Regions from separate parts of the Macaca mulatta genome. Here region 2 is linked to region 1. A link is a contact called in public Hi-C data. All regions are on one chromosome and are shown on one strand. The core of a region is the stretch at or near the end of the contact, and the rest is flanking DNA. Distances in the headings are between cores, read along the strand shown.

Evidence for each region. A called contact is a pair of places that touch in the nucleus more often than the background predicts.
Region 2: a contact with region 1 is called in a Hi-C map of CD4 T cells, with 2.5 times the contacts expected there. The contact joins the promoter of PEX1 here to the promoter of FAM133B in region 1. A contact is called at or near these places in 3 of 14 Hi-C or Micro-C datasets (CD4 T cells, fetal cortex germinal zone and liver).

Annotation. Positions count from the first base shown.
Region 1 is chr3:126,789,028-126,793,659 of T2T-MMU8v2.0, forward strand. It overlaps FAM133B (family with sequence similarity 133 member B), which reads left to right and starts at 2,202. Exons shown (of 11, transcript NM_001261033.1): 1 at 2,202-2,314. The coding sequence starts at 2,291.
Region 2 is chr3:126,863,186-126,867,817 of T2T-MMU8v2.0, forward strand. It overlaps PEX1 (peroxisomal biogenesis factor 1), which reads left to right and starts at 2,783. Exons shown (of 25, transcript XR_013415456.1): 1 at 2,783-2,936. It overlaps RBM48 (RNA binding motif protein 48), which reads right to left and starts at 2,458. Exons shown (of 5, transcript XM_015134238.3): 1 at 2,318-2,458; 2 at 1,574-1,764. The coding sequence starts at 2,428.

The DNA of each region.
Region 1 (4,632 bases), core at 952-3,451:
CAAAGGCAGTGTGATTTTGTAAGGAAAGCATATGCTTTCATGGTGTGTGTGTGTGTCTATGCATGTCTATGTTTCTGCGTGTGTATTTAATAGAGACTGCATCTTGTAAATGCTTTCATGTTTGACACACCTGTGTTTGAATCCCCAGCTTCTCTGCTTTCTTGCTGTGGAAGCCGGCACAAATTACTCAGCTTCCCTTAGCCTCAGTTTTTGTCATCCACAAAATGGAATGTAATCTCTTGGTTATGCCTAGAACATTTGGAAGGGCATGTAGGCCCATTGTTATCAGGGAAGTGTATTTATTAGCAGATCACACATGTGCAGAGAATGTGTAAAGATTTTTTCTGTCACTGAATTATATCCTGAGAAGTCTTGGACTGATTTGGTCTTTATGGAGTCCACTCAGATGAGCTCCCGATAGCTCTTGCCATCTTCTTTGTCTCCACAGGCCCCTGGTCATTTTCTTGTTTCTCTCTCCCCCCAGGGATTCATGTTTCATCCAGGAGGGGTTGTGTACACCGGCAGAGAGAGAGAGAGAGACTTCTAAAGGAAATACAACCTTTCTGTTGACTTATACCATATTTTTAAAAATTTCTGTGTTCTGTACAATCGGCCAACCAAGGAGCTGAAAAAGAAGAAAAAACTATATTGTCTCACAGGTATTCTCATGCTTATCATGTTGGAGTATTAAAAATAATATCTGTCAAATGCCTAGAATATTTAACACATGAAAAATAAGCCAGGAAAGAAAGAATAACTTAACATTAACAGGTTCTCCTCTTCGTCTTGTGTATAAAAAGAAGCCTGTCTTTAGTCAGAGTCCCCAGCTTAAGTCAGGAGTAACGGAGGAGGAGGAAAAATGAGAGATTGGAGGCCTCATTTTGGAAAGTGGGTTACTGAGAAATAAACAATACTTAGTAGGGAGCAGAACCACCAAGGACTGCATGTGAGAGTTTGGAAAAGTTTTGAGACAGAAAATGGCAGTCGGGAACATCTGCCATATAGTGTAGCATGAAAAATGCAGGAAGGGAGGCAGAGATTGGGAAAGATGACTTTAAAGCATGTTCTTGTATGTAATGAGTGTAATTCCCATTTTGCCATTTCCAAGAGTCCGGAGAAGATCCTAATTGATTTTCAACTACTTCCTAATGACACTTGCTAAGATGAACCCAGAGGGGTCGCTTTACTAAATGTGATTATCTTCTCTGGAGCCCAGATCATCTTCCTTAAAGTTGCGGTACGGAAGTGCCAATGTTATGATATGCTATGCAGTAAATTTGACCCTGTGTGTGTTTACCGCCCTTACGAGTTTATAAACAGGCCCCTTGACAATAGGGATTTTTCTTAATCATCTTTGTGCCCTACCCAGCTCCAGCTTCCAGCCACCCCGTTAGTGAAAACTGTACAAACGACATGTTCAAAAATTAGTGTGAAATGAATGCATAGGTGATGAATGAATGGGATTGAAATTAGAGGGTGATTTCGTTAGCGGCGTCTATGACAGCACTGCCTTTCCCCCCACCAGCCGATGGGCTCCGTGAGGGACCAAGGCTCCTTGGTCCTCACTTTGTCCCCAGCACTTGCACTCTGTCAAGCACAAAATAAGCATCGGGAGAATCTTTGTGTACCCTCGCATATTTCAGCGCATCAAGAATGGAAGAAAGGCCAAGCACAGGGGCTCACGCTTGTAATCCCAGCACTTTGGGTCAAGGAGGGCGGATCACTTGAGGTCAGGAGTTATAGACCAGCCTGGTCAACATGGTAAAACCCTGTCTCTACTAACAACACAAAAAATTTAGCCCAGCGTGTTGACGGCCGCCTGTAATCTCAGCTACTCGGGATGCTGAGGCAGGAAAATCGCTTGAACCCGGGAGGTGGAGGCTGCAGTGAGCCGAGATCGTGCCACTGCACTCCAGCCTGGTCGACTGAGAGAGACGCCGTCTCAAAAAAAAAAAAAAAAAAAGAATGGAAGAAAGCAAAACAATCCAAGGCCAAACTGAAGCGAGCTGCCTTGGTGGGACTCCGGTGCATAAGTGCAGAGTCGCCCGCTCTTGGGTGCCTAATAAACAACCGGACTCCCGCAGGCGCTCAGCCAACTGCAGCGATCGCTGGAGCCGGCTGTCCTCCACAGCGATAGGGGGCGCTGTAGTCAAGTGCGGCTGTCGAGTCCGCGTGGTGCCGCTCTCTGGGCGGAGTGGGGAGGCGGTAGGAGGACCTGTGGCGGTCCTGCTTCGGCAGTCTCTGCGGCCCGGTTTCCCTTGGCGTGCGACTGTGCGCTCAATCCAGCACCATGGGGAAGCGGGACAATCGGGTGGTGAGTACTCAGCGGGGAAAACAATAGGGCGATGCAGGGCCGGGCGGCAGGACAGCGAGACCCGTCGCTGTCCCGGCCGGGCCGGAGGGCAAGCGGCAGCCCTCGGATGTGGGGCCCGGAGACCCAGCACCCTCCGCCGATCCCAGATGCGCGTGCGCCGCGCACGCAGTTGGCGCTTTAGGGTCCCCAGCTCTCTCTTGCCCGCCCCTTTTCCTTCGCCTCGCCTCTCTTTCTGGCGCTGCTCCTTTGCACCCTTGCCTCCTGTACGCGGGCCCCCAGTGCCCACTTAGAACCGCGAGGGCTCGGGGAAATCCCCCTCTCCCGCCCCGCCATGTAACTCCGAAGTCTTAGGCCCTGGGAGGCGCCCGACTCACCCGCTCCTCGGTATCGGCCACCCCAGGTCCGCACTCCTCTGCAACTGCGCACCCCTCTGCAACTGCGCACCCCTCTCCAACTGCGCACCCAAGTGGGAGGGAGGCACAGAGGCCTCGACTGGTCCCGGAGGGCCAGCAGCGCGCCTGGTTTTAGCGACAAGCAGGCTCCCGTTTGAAAATGGGATGGCAGCATTGGCCTTCGTGTTTCCAGCGCCCTATAGGACCTGGCACCCATAGACACTGTGAAGGAATGAATGGCGTGAAAATAGTTGGCTTTCGAATCCAACACAAAACTGGAATGTCAGTTTTGTTCCGTCGGAAGTTGGGTGACCTAGAACAAGTTACTTCTCTGTGCCTTAGTTTATTAAAGGGGATCATTATTATCTACAACCTTACAGAATAATTGAAACCACAAAAGGCAAGATGTGTGAGCTAGTACTGAGCATGAAAATTATTACTCTAGTAAATGAGATAAAAGAGATACATAAATAACTTATAGCAGAAAGAGTAGGAAGTGGTCCTTGACAGATATTAGAAATTCTAAAGGCATTCAGAAGAAAAGGTGCTTTTGAGAAGCGGAGATGGGAGGAAAGCATTCTAGATCGCTGGGGCGGGGGAGCTGAAAAACTCAGGTTATGAATCAGATTGAATGGGTGATAAACATAATGAAATAGCAATAAGCTTAGGTTGCAGCCTGACAGTTACTGGGCTTGCCTGTGACAGAGTTTTAGCCAGAGTAGCAAAATGAGGAAAATGCACGTAAAACGAATGTGCTACGTTTCTTGAACTCGCTTTTTTATTCAACAATTATTTGCAAACTGTGTGTCTCTCGCGCCAAATCATTACATTTATGAAATGATGACACTTGCCATCAGTATTTGCCAGTTCTTGCATGGCTTTTATAAAGAAAAACCTGAGACTGGGTAATTTATAAAGAAAAGGGTTTAATTGGCTCACACAGTTCTATGGGCTGTACAGAAAGCTTAAGGGCATCTGCTTCTGGGGAGGCCTCAGGGAGCTGTTACTCATGGTGAAAGGCAAAGCAGGGACAGGCGTCTTACATGGCAGGAGCAGGACCAAGAGAGGGACGGACGGGGAGAGGTGCTACAGTTTTAAACAACCGCATCTCTTGAAAACTCTTATCTCTATACAGTGCAGGGGAGAGGGGGATGCTAAACCATTCATGAGACCTCCGCCCCCCTGATCCAGTGACCTCCCACTAGGCCCCACCTCCAGCATTGGGGATTACAATTCGACATGAGATTTGGGCGGGGACACAGATCCAAACCGTTTCACCATCTTAAAAGCTTTGTAGTTCTGTATAGTCTTTATAATGGAAAACGTCTAGGAACCACTGTGGTAGTGAATCTTGATTACAAGATAGCGGGATGTTCTTTCTCCTGGCTGCAGGTGAGACTTGGTTGTGATATCTTGATTGTTATGGCGTTGAAGTGATGTAGCATAACACCATTTCAGCATAGGAGCATCCTTAGGTGTTTGAATATTTAGGCTCTTTTAATACCCTTGGGCCTTGAATGTTTAGAGATCACCTGACCTTGGATGCAGTTTCATATACAGACCTAAAATGTTTCATATTACTGAAGAAACGTTTTGGTTTAAACATCCCTTTAAAGCATTTGAAAAACTTACCAAATTAGCTTCATTTACTAGAACATTTTGATAGCTCTGGGCTCTACTTACTGTTGGTATGCAGCCATGGCACAGAGTATTCTGGTAACATTTTGTATGCACTTCAAAGATTGGGATTAAGAACAAGAAATTAAGAGGTAGAAGACATAGATTGTCTAATTCAGTCTCCTCATTGCATAGAGGAGGGGTAAGACTGTTTAAACTGGGACCAAAACTTCAGTCATCTGACACTCAGTTCTGTACGTCTTAACTCTTTTCTTTTTAAGACTTTGTTTTTGTTTTGTTTTTTTAAGC
Region 2 (4,632 bases), core at 1,533-4,032, 75 kb after region 1:
ATACAACCTCAAGAAGTAGATAGGTCCCTTTACCATATAGATTTTACGGAACAGGAAAAACTTAAACAGGTTAAATAACTTGTCCAAGATCACAAAGCTAGTAAGCAGTGGAAATGGAAAACTTACTCCAAACCCAACATTTTTTTTTCTTTTGAGACATAGTCTCACTCCATCACCCAAGATGGAGTGCAGTGGTCCATAAATGACTCACTGCAACCTCCACCTCCTGGGCTCAACTGATTCTCCCACCTCAGCCTCCCAAGTAGCTGGGACTACAGGAATGCACTACCACGCCCACCTTGATTTTTGTATTTTTAGCAGAGGTGAGGTTTTGCCATGTTGGCCAGTCGGGTCTCGAACTCCTGGGCTCAAGCTGTCTGCCCACCTTGGCCTTCCATAGTGCTGGGATCAAATTCAACTTTTTTTTCTTTTCTTTTCTTTTTTTCTGGGACAGTCTCACTCTTTCCAGGCTGGAGTGCAATGGCATGATCTTGGCTCACTGCAACCTCTACTTTCTGGGTTCAAGTGATCCTTGTGCCTCAGCCTCCCCAGGAGCTGGGATTAAAGGCTTGCACCAACACAGCTAATTTTTGTATTTAGTAGAGTCAGGGTTTCACCATGTTGGCCAGACTGGTCTTGAACTCCTGACCTCAGGTGATCCGCCTACCTCCACCTCCCAAACTGCTGGGATTACAGGTGTGAGCCACATGCCTGGCGCCAAACCCAAATTTTTTCTGTTTTTTTTTTTTTTTTTTGAGACAGAGCCTCGCTCTGTCATCCAGGCTGGAGTGCAGTGGTGTGATTTCTGCTCACTGCAATCTCCACCTCCCGGGTTCAAGCGATTCCCATGCCTCAGCCACCTGAGTAGCTGGGACTACGGGTCTGCACCACCACACCCAGCTAATTTTTGTATTTTTAGTAGAGCCGGGGTTTCCATCATGTTGGCCAGGCTGGTCTTGAACCCCTGACCTCAAGTGATCTGCCTGCCTCGGTCTCCCAAAGTACTCTGATTACAGGCGTGAGGCGTGAGTTATTGGCGCCCAGCCCTCAAACCCATTTTTTTTTTCTTTGAGGCGGAGATCCCCTCTTGTTGCCCTGGCTGGAGTGCAATGGCGCAATCTCGGCTCACTGCAACCTCTGCCTCCTGGGTTCAAGCAATTCTCCTGCCTCAGCCTCCTGAGTAGCTGGGATTACAGGTATGCGCCACTAGACCCGGCTAATTTTGTATTTTTAGTAGAGACGGGGTTTCACCATGTTGGCCAGGCTGGTCTCAAACTCCTCACCTCGTGATCCGCCTGCCTCGGCCTCCCAGAGTGCTGTGATTGCAGGCGTAAGCCACCGTGCCTGGCCAAACCCAACTTTTACTCTACCACGCTACAGGACATTAAATTGTTAAGCATGGGATGTGATGGATACAGTGTTTCAGTAAAGTTAACCTGTAAAAAGGCTGTAGGAAGATATGCTAGATTACATTTTGGGGTAATTCAGATATGAATGAGGGAAACTTGGGGCCAAAATGACAGAAATATGAATGGAGGAAATGAAACGAGTCATTGCTTAACTTGCACCTTACCTTGCACTTTGTAAGTTCATAAATTTAATAAGATAAACTTCAGTAAAGTCTTCTGCTGGGTATTCATCTAGCGCATTGTACTGTTCAATTGCACCATATAAAGCGAATCGCTCAACTAATTCCTTCATGACTCCCACAGCAGGAACTCCTTGTATTAATAAGTACTGAGATTCCAAATTGATTGTATATACCTGAAAGAAATGCATAGTTATTAAACGTATTTCGCAAATAAGCCTAGGACGAATCTGCCTCTATTTTTTTTTTTAAACAGAACTTTGAAAACAAGAAATAATCTGTTCAACCCAGTCAGCAAAAAACACAAAATAAAATTTCTGCCATTCCCTCTGCATAAAGAGTAACAGTCCATGTGAGAGGCTACCTAAGGCATATAACAGACTACCTTCAGTCGACATTTTTTTCCAGAAATTGAGTCGGCAGAAGTCACTGGGAACAATCACTCAACGAATATTCACTGAGCGCTTACCTGTGCCAAGTAGTACTGTAAACACTGAAGATCCAATGACTAAAACCAAGCCCTATTCTCGTGGAGTTGATGTTCTAATAGTTGACCAAAAGGGTCGTGAGAATCTTTGGTACCTGGCCCAGGGTTCTTCACGCCAGCTCTAATGAGCGACAGATCTGACGGAAGCCTTGTCGTGCCTTTATTTCCGTAGGTTAGCCATATGGCGCTAGCGCTCACAAAAAGCTACCGAGGAGAGCGAATGAAACCAAAAATCACTTTACCTTGACAGCACGAGGCCGTCGTCCCTCCCGATATTTGGCCCGCGTGTCGCACACCGCCCTCTGGACGTGGTGGTCAAATAAACTCCCTAACTCCCCACCGCTGGACGCCATCTTGCCTACTTTGATCCTCGCAGGGAGGACAACATCCGCCCTGCTGACCTCCCTTTTATCCAATAAGAGAGCGGGATGAGTTAAGGAGTGTCAGGATTGGCTGAAGAATCGACAGCGTCGGCCATCGTTTCCTGCGTGCGAGGATTTGATGAACGAGGTGCCGCCCCCGAGCGGCTTGGCGGAGAGGCGCGGTGGGTGACAGAAGCTTTCTTGTCCCACCCCACTACAGGCTTACGGCGAGACGCGCAGCGGGGAGAGGGGGCGGGGCCTCAGGGGGCGGGGCCGATCGATCTCCTCCGGTTCCGACGTCCTCGGCCTGCCAGGTCCCGTGTCCTTTGCGGCGCTAGGGTGGGCAAACCCAGAGCGACGCTTCGGGACGATGTGGGGCAGCGATCGCCTGGCGGGTGCTGGGGGAGGCGGGGCGGCAGTGACTGTGGCCTTCACCAACGCTCGCGACTGCTTCCTCCACCTGCCGCGGGGTCTCGTGGCCCAGCTGCACCTGCTGCAGGTAACGTGCTGGCCCCGGGCCACCTGATCTTCAGCCTGGGGTCGGACAAGGCCGAAGCCTCTCAGGGACGCGGCGGGACACCGGCTGCCACCCGGGCGCCCCCGAAGCGTACAGAGATTAGGGTCCCTCGACGGCAGGGCCCTTCTGGTTAGTCTCTGCATCCCGCAAGTCCAGTGCAGCCCTGGGCTCGTCTTATCCCAGGTCTTTTCACTTGGTGAAACTGGGCCTAGAAATGTCCTAATATTCTACCACTGTTTTTATAAATATTCCTCATTCCAGGCTGGAAAAGTTCCTGATAAGTGGTTTGTTTTTGTTATTTTAAAAGGTGCTTTTCTTGCCAGTCATTTCCAGTTACCTGCGCTGCTGCCGTCCGGGCCGCGAGAGGGAGGCGCAGAGTTGTTGGTGGAGCCCCTGTCGGTCCCCGGGGACTGAGCACCGCGTCCCATGAGCGGGAAAGCTTAATACAGTAATGGTTCTGCCCTGCGTCCCAGACCCTCGGAACACAGCTGTAGTGTGTCAGGAACACATAACGTAGTTAAGATCACTTGAAGCTCTGCGATCAGTCGCCCTTCTGGACGTTGTGGTTGGGATGTTTCGCAGTTCTAACCACCGGTGGAGATACAGCGTCCTTATTTTCGTAATTAAAAATAGAGGCACATGGTCTCACGAGTTTGAGTGTGGTTATGGGGGCAAAAGGACGGCGTATTTGAAATCTTCATAAATCCTGGATGCATGGTACCCACCAGTGGCTAATCTATGTAATGAATAAAGAGTTTGCAATAATTTCAAGCATCCCTTCTTTCCACTTGAGTTACTTCTCCATACCTAGGGGAAGATTTTTTTGGTCCATTGAAAACATGAGTTCAGCAGAATCCTCCTATCATCGTCGTTATTATTTTTTACTACTAAGTAGACAATCTTGGTTTTTGATGGGCTTTATGGTTAGAGACAAATCAGTCACTGTCACCAAGTTCCAGGTAGAAGTTGGTTCAGTGCTCTGTCAGCTTCGATGGGATTTTTCAACATGTTTTCAAATCCACTCATGATAGTAGGAATGCTTTCTTACAGTAACTCTAATTTGATCCTAAGATGTAGTTGTTACCTTACATTCATCACTGTTTAAGAATTTAGTGGTCTTGATCTTTGTTTTAAATTTTGAGCCTTCGAGAAGTATTTATAAGAATTAATTCATGTTACCTTACATTCGTCACTATTTAAGAATTTAGTGGTCTTGATCTTGTTTTAAATTTTGAGCCTTCAAGAAGTACTTATAGGAACTAATTCATGCATATCTTTTTGAAATGTAAATGTCTTTAGCCCTGGAACAAATTGCTGTTTCTGTTCAGCCCATATTAGCAGAATAGGTCAACTTTGCTTTCTAATTATCAATGTAATAAGTTTATGACTTTATAGATTCTATAAATCTATACATTTATTTCTTGATGAATTATATAAATTTATATAATTTATGTTTTGTAGAAAATTTAGAAAGCATGGAAAATTGTTAACAGGAAAATAAATTACCCGTAATCCCAGAACTTAGAGGTGACTAATGTTGACAGTTTGGATCAAATCTTCCAGTTTTGTTTCTAATCTTCATTTTTAACAGAAATGAAGTCCTATATACACACATACAGTTTTGTGTCCTAGTGTTTTTACTTAATGTTATTATGAGTGTTTTATTTTGTTAAAAGGT